2 separate regions of the Mus musculus genome follow, and region 1 is linked to region 2. A link is a contact called in public HiChIP or PLAC-seq data. All regions are on one chromosome and are shown on one strand. Each heading gives the region's core, a stretch centred on a gene start, on an enhancer-like site or on the middle of the called end of the contact. The rest is flanking DNA. Distances are from core to core; before and after follow the strand shown. Region 1 holds the start of 2700069I18Rik (RIKEN cDNA 2700069I18 gene). Region 2 has its middle 260 kb from the start of Hnf4g.

The links. HiChIP or PLAC-seq counts read pairs in DNA pulled down with a chosen protein or histone mark.
Region 1: a FOXA1 HiChIP or PLAC-seq map of pancreatic cancer cells shows a contact between it and region 2. The contact joins the promoter of 2700069I18Rik here to the enhancer-like site in region 2. A contact is called at or near these places in 10 of 39 promoter capture datasets (the 3T3-L1 cell line, 3T3-L1-derived adipocytes, the C10 cell line and 6 more), 1 of 15 datasets of contacts at CTCF or cohesin (the NIH/3T3 cell line), 10 of 484 Hi-C or Micro-C datasets (adipose-derived mesenchymal stem cells, embryonic fibroblasts, embryonic stem cells and 3 more), 10 of 115 datasets of contacts at active chromatin or transcription factors (the NIH/3T3 cell line, astrocytes, craniofacial prominence and 7 more) and 3 of 9 other capture datasets (embryonic stem cells, embryonic tail and embryonic trunk).

The regions. Positions count from the first base shown.
Region 1 is chr3:5,215,942-5,222,521 of GRCm38.p6, forward strand. It overlaps 2700069I18Rik (RIKEN cDNA 2700069I18 gene), which reads right to left and starts at 4,882. Exons shown (of 3, transcript NR_045905.2): 1 at 4,729-4,882. Zfhx4 (zinc finger homeodomain 4) reads left to right here and starts at 2,613. Exons shown (of 11, transcript NM_030708.2): 1 at 2,613-2,986.
Region 2 is chr3:3,761,088-3,767,583 of GRCm38.p6, forward strand. No RefSeq gene overlaps it. Among named protein-coding and RNA genes, the nearest start is that of Hnf4g, 260 kb to the left of the region's middle. Within about 2 kb of position 3,909, at least 4 of the 459 cell types and tissues checked have an H3K27ac peak or open chromatin away from gene starts, as enhancers often do. A contact at or near this core is called in pancreatic cancer cells, where this site is marked.

The DNA of each region.
Region 1 (6,580 bases), core at 3,632-6,131, 1.5 Mb after region 2:
AGAGGGAGGGAGAGGGAGAGGGAGAGGGAGAGGGAGAGAGAGAGAGAGAAGAGAGCGAGGGAGCTATAGTTTGCAAGAAAGAGAGGAGGGGTAATGGTGTTGGGATCACTAGCCACAAAAATGTTTAAATAATTTTGTTGACATTTGCTGGGTTTGATATTAATGACATTAATATTATTGATAACGTTTCAGGGAGGGTAAAGCAGCAAAAGAAATAAAGAATTTGTGGATGCAATGATCATTTTCCTTGTCCACCATGGCAGAAGTAGACCCTTTCTTCACCTGAACCTGAAACAGACTTATTACTCTCAGGTGTTTTCTTCATCACCTGCATTTGCCTGCCTGCAATAGCAGGAAATGGTTTTTCCATCAGCAAGCTTGTACACTGAGCTCTTTCCAGCAAAAGGCTTGATTTTTGCTGATTTCAACTTGAAAGTTTCCCCTGCTTTCATTTCCCCTTAGTCTCGTGAAAAGTCCACCCCTTTTCTCCAGGCAGACACCTCAGATAGTTTGTTATTATTATGGCTTTATCTAGGGTGTTTTTCTGTAAACATCCTCTCCCCCCCCCAGCCCCCCCCGCCCCCGCCCCCGCCCCCAGTGTGCAACATGTTTCTTAACCCTACTAAGGTGCAATGGGAGGGTTCCTGGTGAAGTTGCTGTGTGAAGGTAGGGCGACTATAAACAAAATAACTTTAAAATCTTAGAAACTCTTTCACTGTGAACAGATTTCTTCCCAAAGATGTTGGAAATAGGAGTCTCTTGAGACAGAATTTGCTTTTCTGTTGCCATTTAGTGGCTTTGGTTTCTAAAACACGGCTTCATGTAGCCACTCCAGATTTCTAAGATGGCATTGCCTTTTCCTCTTACCAAAGACCACATCTAGGTTTTATTCTCTGCTTTGAATTTTCATTGTAAAGTTAGCTAGTTGCTGAATGCAAGCAGCTTTTCAGATATGGGCCTAGGTCTGATCTTGCAGGGAGGAGTATAATTTTATCCACACAGATGTTTTGTTCTATTTGCATTTGTCCTAGGATGTAAGGCGTATACACTGATAGGACAAGGGTATTAGACCCAGGAAGACATATTTACTGTCTCTGAACTCTCAGTGATGTGCTACAAATCTTGCTGTTGCTATAAACCTTGTTTGGTACCTTTGGTTTTTAAGGACTAAAACAAGGTTTTGAAGCAGATCCTGGCAATCCAAAACTTCAAAGGCCTGTCAGCTCAGAAGTGGCTGGTGCCTCACCTGCTCAGGAAGCTGGGCAGCACTGGTGTTTCCTGTTTGCAGCTCATTTGATTGGTTACTCTTATTTTCATTATATGATTCCAGGTTTTAAAATATTACATAGATGGTGTCTACTTATGACCTCTTGTGTAGTAGTGTATCAAGATGCAATTCATATATATATATATACAGATATATTATATATATATATATATATATATATATATATATATATATATATATCCCACATTCAGTAGGGGGTATTTAAAAGTATGTCTATTCCGAGTGTTAGTTAATTATCTTTTAATGAAAGTGTCACTCATATTCACATCTGTAATATTGGAAAGAGATAATTAGATTTTCAAATGAGAATCAGGCACCTTAAATTTTGCACCAGAAAATACCAAATATATTTCACTCTAATGAGATCTGTATTGGGGTTTTAAAATTCATCATAATGTGCTTCCAGAAAGATAACTGAACAGTCTAGAAAGATGAAAGCTTTTCTTCCATAAGTCCTTTTAAACCATTACATTCAACTTATGCGATTCTGATAAAATATTCAAGAATATTACATAAAATCTAGGCTGTACCCTAGTATCACTCTTACAACCCGAACTTACTCTCATTTGGAAGTTTACTTTGACTAAACTAACCACTTCCACCTCCCTTGTAGGTTTTCTCTAGCGTAAATGCAAGTGCAAGATATAGTTTTAAATAGAATGCCTGAGGATCCAGAGAGAAATCTCTCCTTTGAAAGAGGTTGAACTGGGTGTTGTTTGCTCACACTGACTGGCACTCTTTATTTACATACATCTGCATATTTGCTCAGGCCTTAGTATTTAGCTGTTAAAGTACTTCTGAGTGCGTAGTAGAATAAACCAACCCAGAGAAAAGCTCTTAATTACCTTGACTTGTATTTCTCCTTAAAGCTCCCTGGTAAACATATCTTTGGTGTGAGAGTAATTATTTTGCCTGGGTTTTTTTTTTTTTTGTTTTTGTTTTTGTTTTTTTTTTTTTTAATCTAGAACTCTAAAAAGGCATTTCTTAGGAATGAGTTGTGCTTTTATATTCTTCTCTTTGCTGTCTCTGTGTGAGAGTGTGTTCGTGTGTGTCTAATGAAGTTTGAGAGTTGTGCGCAGGGGCGCATGGGGTGCGAGCCCCGGAGGTCCCCATCCTCCGTCTCCTTAGTCGCCTCGTCCAGGGCTCCAGCCGCAACGCTAGGAGCCCTGGAAGTCGCGAGGCTCCCAGGCTGCTTTGAGTCCTGGCTGCGCGTCATTTGCAGTCTGGGGAATGTTGATCACCTCACTAATTACACCTCTCCCCCCTCCCTCCCCCTCTCCCTCGCTCTCCTCTCTCATTCCCAGAGTGCATATCGGGAATAGACACACAAAGACATGCGCACTCAACTTAATCAGCCATTTTTTTTAAACAGGGCTAAAACGATAATAATTAGCAGAATAAAGACATATCGGATTTTCATTTCCTTTCCTCCTTTTCCCAACCCCTTCACAAGCAAACAGCGAGACCGCGGTCGGCACATGCTTTAACTCCTCCCGGAACCCCGAGGACCGCTCCGTGCTCCCCACTTTTTGCTCCAGCGTTTTTATTTTCACCCAATAAAGTTCGAGGATTATTTTTTTATTTTTTATTCTTTTTAATGAACCCTCTCGTTTTACTTGGATGTGATCAGCTGTACGTAAAATAAAAGCAAAACAAAAAAGAGGCGAAGATCGAGTAGGAACTGCAGGGAAATGGAAAGTAAGTTTTTTCTTTAACTTTTATTGAGTAGTTTGTGTTAAATTTAGGTCGAGTATCGATTATCTTTCCAGCCTGATCTTGCACAATCTTTGATATTTCGCTCACTCTCTCTCCCTCTCCCTCTCCGCCTCTCTACCCCTAGATCGCTTGCTACCGCTCGCCCTAGCACACGTACCCTCATCCCGACCACCTCTTCCGCTCTGCCCCCCTTTTCCATCTCTTTCCCCCGTTTTTTTTTTGGCTCAAAGATTTGCTCTGCTGAGGGAGGGAGAAGGCACAGGCGGAGGGGGGATTGGGGCTGGAGGTGGGGGGGAGGCATGCTTTTCAAGATTTAACTTTTGTATTAAGTGACTTTCGGCCGAGCAGTTTTCTGTCTTTTTCTCAGTCTTTTCGGGTTCTGCTTTCCTCGGGAGCCGGAGACACTCTGGTGATCCGGCGAAGCTGTCATTTCGGCAGCGGCTCGGACATTATCTGGGGTCCTCGCTCGCTCCGCGTCCCTGCACCCCATCGAGATGATGTTTCCTCTGCACACATTCTCCGAAAGTTTGGACAGTGGTCGGTGGGGCTCGCAGCCCCCCTCTCCTCTCCTCTCCCTTGATCCTCCCCTGTACTCTTCTCGGTTTCCTTTTCATCTTCCTTTTCCCTTCTCCACCCTTTCTCAAGTTCCCGAAGGGCACTCACTGCGCGGGGCTGTGGCAGGCCAGGGCTGGTGCGCGCGAGGCGCCGGGCCCGGGAGGATGGGCGAGCGCGGGGCTTGGCTGCAGGTAGACACCGGTCTGCGGAGCGCGGCCGGCAGCGGCAGGCCCTGGCGGCTCTTGGCTGCACGGGCGCTGCGGACCTGGTAGGTCCGTTAGGAGGCGGGATCTCCCGGCCTATGTCCGCAGACCTGGGAGTGGAGGCAGCTCGCCCCGGGGTTTGGGGATTGATCGCCACACTAAGAGGACACCCGCGGCTGGAGATCAAGAGCCTTTGCTTTCTTTTTTGGTAAAGGGCAAGGGTGTGTGTGTGTGTGTGTGTGTGTGTGTGTGTGTGTGTGTGTGTGTAAAGGAGATGTGGCTGACTGTGGGAATTGATGCATTTTACACACACACACACACACACACACACACACACACACACTCACTACAGGGTTCCATGTCTGCAAATGAACTTCACCTCCTCAGCTTCAGCTGGCACCAAGCATGCCTTCTGACCTGATATGATCAGTTAGGCTACCAGGGGCTGGAGTGAGCCTGGTCTCGCTTCTTTTCCTTTTCCTTTTCCTTTTCTTTTCTTTTCTTTTCTTTTCTTTTCTTTTCTTTTCTTTTCTTTTCTTTTCTTCTCTTCTCTTCTCTTCTCTTCTCTTCTCTTCTCCTCTCCTCTCCTCTCCTCTCCTCTCCCTCCCCTCCCCTTCCCTCTTCTCTCCTTTCCTTTCCCTTCCCTTCCCTTCCCTTCCCTTCCCTTCCCTTCCCTTCCCTTCCCTTCCCTTCCCTTCCCTTCTCTTCTCTTCTCTTCTCTTCTCTTCTCTTCTCTTCTCTTCTCTTCTCTTCTCTTCTCTTCTCTTCTCTTTTTTTCCTCTCTCTCTCTTTCCCCCTCCCTCCCTCCGTCCCTTTCCATTCCTTTTGCTCTTTTCTATCAGAAAAAATAAAATAAAATTTTTCTATAATTGTATAAAAGTTCCTCAGTGATGGCCAAGTTCCGGAATGTTCCCCCATCTTGCCCCCTCTCCCAGAAGACCATGCATTGGTTATTTCTTTTGTTACCTGTGATCCAAGCGAGGGGCTCCTTGAAGCGCTGGGTCTAGGGTTCGGCCCAGATATGAGGCTCCAGAGGAGCCTTCCGCTGTGTCTCCACAGTTCCGTGCGCCGTTCTGGAGAGGTTTTAGCTACCTTTCGGTGAGACACCCTCTTTGTAGGTACCAAAGGTTCAGATCACAAACATGGACACCCCCCCCCCAAACACACACACACACACACACACACACACACACACACACTCACAGTCAACACTCACAGAACACACATTCGCCCCACTCCCCCCACCTCTAGCCCCAACCTTGCCTTCACTTTCCCCCTCCCCCAAAAAGCACACACAGAACAACATCCCCCACCAGCACCAAACAAAAACCCAAAGACAAGTTCAGTGGACGAAGATGGTGTATTGACACTGACTCAGACAGAGGCAGGTTCACCAAGAAATCTAGCGTTGGTGATTTCTGACAGTTGCATTTCCTCTCCTTGAGCACCCCCCCCCCAACCCTTTATTAACTCTGTTCCATGTTTAATCAAGGATCATGTAGATGGCAAAAGGAGAGAGAGAGAGAGAGAGACACACACACACGGGACAGAGAGAGGAGAGAGGAAGAGAGAGAGGAGACTGGAAACAGGAGGGGTTTAATTTTTTCGTTTTTTTCCCCCTTTTTCCTTTCCTTCCCTTTCCCTTTCCATTTCCCTCCCTCCCTCCCTTTCTTTCTTTCTTTCTTTCTTTCTTTCTTTCTTTCTTTCTTTCTTTCTTTCTTTCTTTCTCTTTTTATAATTTTCTTCTCCTGGATTTTCAGTGGCGTGATCCCTATACACGTGGAGTGGTTAGACCTCATATGTAGTATTATATTTTTAGTTGGGTGAATGTTTGGAAGAGTCAGGGAGAGGCTGAGGCTGCCGCTGCCTTTTCGGTTGGTGCTTAGATTAAGGCTGAGACTTGGCTGCGATTGGGACGCGACAGTGACATGGGCATCGATCGCTTCCATTGAGAGCAAAGCAAAAACACAGCCCGGGTATGTAACACTTGCTGCCATCCACACTTGCTTTACCTTGTGTTTACTGACAAAACTGACGGAGCAAGCTCAGACTTCTTTCTTCCTTCCTTCCTTCCTTCCTTTCTTCCTTTCTTCCTTTCTTCCTTTCTTTCGCTTTTTGCTATTTTCTCTTTTCTAAATGAAGAATAAAAAGAATAATGTGTATAACATTTGTTGAAAAGGATGGGTTTTAATAACGCATAAAGGAAATTTGGGGATTATTTCACTGCATCTGTTACTATTTTAGAGTTTTCCTTCTCCACTAAGAAGCACATTAAATAAATAGAAGATTTTTTTCCAAATTAAAAATAAAATAAAATAAAAAGTAAATCCTTAAGGGAATGTTTGATATTGTTCAAGGGCTGTGGTTTCAAGCAGCAGGAAGGAACACAAAAAAATAAAAGATGGCTAGCCAGCTGTTTTAACCTCTTGCACCTGGCTTCAGTGTATGGATCATAAGGGTCAAACAGTTGTTTTTAATGGTTTTAATATTTATGGCATAAACTGCAGAGAGCATCGCTGTGTGTTTATTCAATAGCTGGCTGCTCATGTATTTAAAAAGTAAACTCTTATTGGAGTGTTTTCCTTTTTTATAGCAATGGAGATAGGGTCAATGAAATATGAGGGTTGCACCATAAATCGAAAAGTGAAATGTACCCAAGGAACAAAGGAAGGTCAGGTGAACTGGCTGTGTAAGTCACAGCAGCAGCACCCACTATGGGATAAGGCAGAGACAGTAGCTCTGGATCTGGGAAGTGAAAGTTTCTAACTTAATAAAAACAAGACAACACATTCGGCTCTATTGCAGTGTTTTGCAGCTT
Region 2 (6,496 bases), core at 2,659-5,158:
CTTTCCTCACTTTTGTTCCTCACTCTCCAATTTTGTTTCAGTTTCATAGACTAGTAGAGTACATGGTAAAGTCTGCAGCAAACTCTATTAATAGTGTCTCATGATTTATTTCAATTCAGTGTTGAGAGGTCATTAGAATACCAACTGAGAAGACAACACTCCTAGAACTCACAAATCAGAAAACTCAGGCACTCACAAATCAGCTACTTACATGGGCAGTTAATATCAAGGTTTAACACTGATTCACAGCAAGGTGAATTGGTTTTGTTTTGTTTGTTTTTGTTTTTAATTTTTAATTTCTTTTACCCCCAACAGGTAAAGTGAATAGAGACAAAACTCTAGTCTCCATTTATCTATATTTACTCTATAAGCTGTTGGAAGAGTTTTGTTCTCTACTACAGTGTATTTAACCTTTGACATCAAATGACTTTCTAAATACTCAAGAGGGGTACATGCATATTTTAAATACCAGCCCACTTATTAAGGTTAGACTTCACAGACGATTACTGCTACTAAGTCAACACAATTTAAGAATGTCAATACTAAAAGATGATGTAGTACTAAAGAATGTGCTTTGACCATGGTTTTAACACAAATAAGCTATTTAGATGGAGGTGTTAATGTAAGAAATATTTTTCATCATGAATCACTGGAAGTGGCTTAGAAAACATTATCCATTTTTAAAAATACTTCGCATCTTACCTTTCCCCTTCTAATAAACGTATTTTCTTCTACAATTTTAATCTGGTTGAATGTTATTTGAAACTTTTTAAATGAGTATTTAGGGAAATAGTAAATAAACACAAGAGATGACAAATTACTCAGAACAGTGACCTAGGAGAGGCAGACCCAAGAAATGAGTTGATCTAGAGATTTGTGAAAAAAAAAATTCTTTAGAGAAAAGGAGAAATCAATCATAAACAGTAGGACAGTGGTTTGCTTTGTGGTTCAGGCTCCAAATTCTATTATTACCTGTTTTCCCCAATGAAATTATAAAATGCATCAGAAATCAGGGTTTTTTAAGACGTTACATATAGTTTGTTGCAGTAATCACTTTTCTATTTATTTTTATTTCACACATTCAAATTCTTATTAATTTATGTGCAGGGATATTTTGTCTGAATGGCTGTATGTCCACTATTTGAGTATCTATTATCCAAGTGGGACAGGAGAATCCTTCTATTTTCTAACACTAGAGTTACAGGTATTTGTGAGCTACCATGTTGGTGCTGTATTTAAACTGTCATCCTCTGAAAGAGCAGGCAGTGCTCTGAACCAAGGAGTTATCTCTCCAGTCACTTCTTCAGGGACTTTTATCCACTAAAGACACTAATTATTAGGAATGTCAAAGAACAAGGAGGGAATTCTACCTGCTTTTTCTCAGATATATATAATCAGGCAGCAAGTGGCAGGAACAGAAGAACAAAAAGAAGAAATGCACAAAGCTAAAATGCATAATGTAGCTGTGTTAATGATGAAGAGGATGGTATCCTCAATCAATCTCAACATATTTAGAAAATATGAAATATAGAAAATATGAGAGAGATTAACTATAGGAGACAATTCTCTGAAAGAGTCCATACAAATTACCTTTTATTTACAGATATGAATCCTACATGGATTAATATATGTGTACTTATATTAAGGACTTCATTTAAGGACTAGTCCTAATTATATAGTACTTCTCATGTACAGGAGACTATGAGTTCATGACTCAGATGGGCATATGTTTTCTATGTCAGAAAAGTGTTGATGTAGATTTCCTAAATGACAAAGTGTTTGGTCATGCCCATTTGTTTGAATGTCGGTAAATCTGTTAATACTAATTGTAATTCAGAAGAAAGTCTTGGGTTAGATCCCCCTCAGGTCTCTTTCAAATGAAATAATCCATAGTTTTTTAGTAATCTTGTGCATGGTAAAATGAGCTCCAAGGAAATGGTAATTTTTGATAAGTCTACTTCTATATGATGCCAGCTATTGTCTGAGGACACGGTATATGTATCTTTCTCACAGCTTTCTGTCTAATATACCTACAGATAATGCTTTGCAGAGTTTAAATGAATACTTAGTAAGTTAAAACACTAAGGGAATAGTTTTCTGATGGGTACAAAATATATGAAAACACTACCACTCTCAGAGATAAGATGATTGTATATGATGATTTTACACAGGCCTTGTCCTTCCAGAGGTCATAAGATTGATAAGGAGAGATACTGTTCTCATAATTACTCAGTATTGGAAACTTAGATACTACTCTTTATTTTTCCTTTGTTGCTGGAGTTTTAAAATGGGATCTTGCACATGATAAACAAGTATTCTGGGACCTATTGACACCTTTAGTCTGCAAAATCCGCAATCCTTAAATCAATTCATATTGGAGGAGGATAAGGAGAAGATAAAAGAAAGTGTTGGGGTATATACATAGCCAAAAATGCAGAAGATATTTGGCAGACATCACAGAAAGTAATTAGGTTTAATGGTCATGTAGTTTTCCCAAGTTTTGAACTGGAGAAAGCTTTGTTTAAGTTTAGGAGTCATTGTCTGCATTAGAGTATTTCATGTTCTTTCTCATGATTATTCCCCCTTGTTATGTACTATAATAATAGCACATGGTGAAGAAAATCCAATGTAAGCGATTCTTGTTTTGTGGCACTGTAATTATTCATCAAAAAAAGAAATGCCCATCTACCCATGATTCTACTTTATATAAGCATATCTACAAGATATTTAATTGTTATATATAGGACATTACCCTAACAATTCGAGCAAACAATCCTCCTTTCCAAACAATTCATCCTCATTGAGGACCTACACAAAGTTGATCATTAAGGTTACCTTTCAGTTATTCTATTTAACATCTTTTTCTACTTCTGCTGAATATAGTATTTACTGTGATGTTGAAACAATAGAACTCATTAGGAGCTTTCAAAGGCAGATGATTGGTATTAAATGAACTATCTTCTGCCTCTGCTCCTATATATCTTTTATCGCCAGTGAAAATTACCCCTGTGCTACATGGTGAGCAATGACTTGTTCTAGAGTCCAAACCTCAGGGACGGTAAATGGAACTTCTGCTCCTGGCCATTTCACAGCACTGGCTTCAAATCAGACATAGGAAATTTGAGTGATATTCCCATGCCATACCACAAAGTAGGTCAAATCATTCTTAGAACCGTTATTCATTTCCGTGGCCCCCTTATCACTTCCTTGACTAGCCAAGTGAATATTTCACTGGTGAGCTGGTCATTGAAACCCAAACAAGATTAGTGGCAGGGTGATAATTTATGTCAAATTTATGATTGTATTACCAGTATATATTAAAGGAAGTAGTTTGCCCTTACCTTCTTCATCTCAGGTCACATGATGAGGTTGTCTGTGTCGGGTGACATTTTCATGATTAAATCTGGGCTGAGAGTAAACAGAGTAAGTGACCACATGAGAGTGATTTATAGATTTTCAAAAGCATTGTCATGTTGATTTTTCTGTCCTCTTATGGATTACTATCTTGCCTGAAGTTCTTTCTGGATCCCTTAGAACAAAGCTTTTAGATCAGTCTGCTTTGAGGAGGAGTAATGTATTAAATAATGAAGACTGCAAATTATCAACTGCCAGAATTTTTCAGAAACTAGTAGCAACACTGCTGTTCTTTTGTGCTTCCAAACAGATGGTTCTTTCTATCTTTCTTAATCAAGGCAGTGAACTTCATATGAGAAGAGTTACATCTTGTTCTGACTACCAACTAGACTTTAGTATTTTCCTTCTAATTTTCTATTAACAGACTTCTCTCAGTTCTCCATACACTGCCACAAATCTTAAGACAAGTTCAGCTCTCATGTTTCATGCTATCTAATGGCACCCTATGCACATGCCCAGAAACAGGGGCTCTAGGACTTTGTTTGCTTTTTGTTTGCTTTGTATGCCTGTCTTACTGAGGACTTTGGCCCTTTATGTGCATCCATTATCTGAACCTTACTCAGACTGAGATCATGACAATATAAATTGAGTTATCACATATGTCCCATTATGTTTACCAAATATTGCCTCACAGACACAGATTTTAGTATGAAATTCCAACTGCAAATTGTCTGGCATCATATGCCACTTCTCCCTTCAATCTCATTAGACATTGGTGATCAATTACCTTAGTATTCTTTCTGTTCCTTAAAGCAGTGACATCTCTTATATGAAGACATTGTCTCTGTGAAGAGTGGGCTTGTTTCTTTATTTCAGTCATGTTCTAACTGAAAGGTACAAAGGCCTCCTTAATCTTTTTATCAAATCTTCTCAAAACTTTAGTCTCATAATAATATTGTCATTGTAGCACTTTTCAATTTCTTAGTTAACTGTTTATTTATTTATTTATTTATTTACTTATTTATTTATTTACCCAATCCTTATTCTGCAAGCTACTACTATGTTTTGTTTCCTATTCATATGACAGACATGAAACAATTGTTAAAATAATTGTGTAAGCCCATTATGATTATCATTTGAAATAAAGAATGGGGAGCAACAACTTCCTAGTCTCCTAATATATGACCATAATTTCCAATCTGGTGAAATAAATTCATCAGATACTAGTTAAGGAAATGCCTTATAGCTGGATATTATGAAAGCATTTTCTCAACTGAGGCTCTTTCCTTTCAGATAACTCTGCCTTGTATCAAATAGACATAAAACTCTCCAGCATAATATATACACTGTTATTTCACTATGAGAACTTTTCCAAATAATTGTGATTGTAAGGCATCACTGGTAAGGGTCACTACTGACAGCTTTTCACAATTAGAAGCTTTCATGACCCCTTCCTCTATTATGACAGCTAATCCACAAAGAGGGGTCTTTCAGGTCTGAATCACCTTGAGGAGTTCTTGCAAGCACATTGTCCAAAGTTTGTGGTTTCTTCTGAAGTAAAATCTCATCTCTAATATGTTAGCATGAAAAAAAAAACATGTCTGTGAGAAGGCTAGGCTGTTTATGGGATCTTATAATATATTTTGTAAGCAGTGTTAATTCTAACACAATTGTAGACTATCAAAGTGCAAAAGAGTTTTTAAAAAGGAGTAAAAATTAATGATTCTTTCAAAAATAGAACTAGAAATAAAATAAATGGAAAAATTAAACTGTAATACTTCAGTGGTGTTCTCATCCCAATGAGTACAGTAATTTAAGCCTGGCAGCCTAGTAGTAATCTGTATACACACACACACACACACACACACACACACACACACACACACACACACACACACATACACACACATATATATTCACCATATGCATGTATATATGTCTGTATCTATATATGTATCAGTGTATCTAGGAACTTACATATTTATAATGTATCTATTTAGCTATGTACAGTCTATCTATCTATCATCTATCTATCTATCTATCTATCTATCTATCTATCTATCATCCATCTATCTACCATTTATCTATCTTTTTATCTTTTTACCATTTGCCTACTATTCTCATTTGGCTTGTAGCTGCTGCTAACATGAGTTCTTGTTCTGGGTTTCATTTAAAAGTTTGCGTATTAAACTCATGTTTTTCTTGATCCTTTGCTCTAAGTAATCTTTCCACTCTCAGATGGCTCCATGTCAGGCTTGCCTTTCTGTTCCTCTTCACAGCTAATCATTTTATATTAATACCAGAGGCACTTTTGCTTAATGGAGTTTCTTCTAGAAAGAGAGAGAAATGGGAAGGAGGCTCCTGCTAAATGAATATGGCTACTCATATTCTCCTGTGTTTTACGTGCTCTCTGATATAAAGGAAATCACAGAAATCAATGGATTAAATATAAATGTGATAAAAAGGTAGATGGATAAAATGTTCTTGAGACCAATGGGCAGATTCTATGGTGAGCTGATATAATACTTTAACTTGGGCATGCCTGTGGCTAGCCCAGGTTAAAAACATTTCTAAGATGACAGTTATTTGGAATAAATCCAAGATTATACTTTAAATAAAAATGTTCATAAATGACAGTTCTTCCTCTATGAATACGATGAGCATGCAAGCAAGCATTTAAAACAGTAGTCTTATCTTGTGAGTCAAGCTGCTTCTTAAGTTGATTTGAATAAAAGTTTATTTTTTTCCATGCAAAGTAAAAATTGAAAACATTCAAGTTGTTTGTACTATGAAGTTCAATTCAAGGAATCATTTCTACTCTTAAAAAGTTATGGCTCCAGCTGCATATGTAGCAGAGGATGGCCTTGTTGGATATCAGTGGGAGAGGAGGCCCTTGGTCCTATAAAAGTTCAATGCCCCAGTATAGGGGAATGCCAGGACAGGGAAGCAGGAGTGGGTAGGTTAGTGAGCAGGGGGAGGGGGAATGGGATAGAGGGCTTTTAGAAAGAAAACTAGGAAAGGAGATAATATTTGAAATGTAAAAAAAGAAAATTTCTAATTAAAAAAAATAGTTATATGAATGAAAACTGTAACCTGTAAAAGACTGTAAACAAAACCAATGTGATTTACAGAGGGAAGGGAC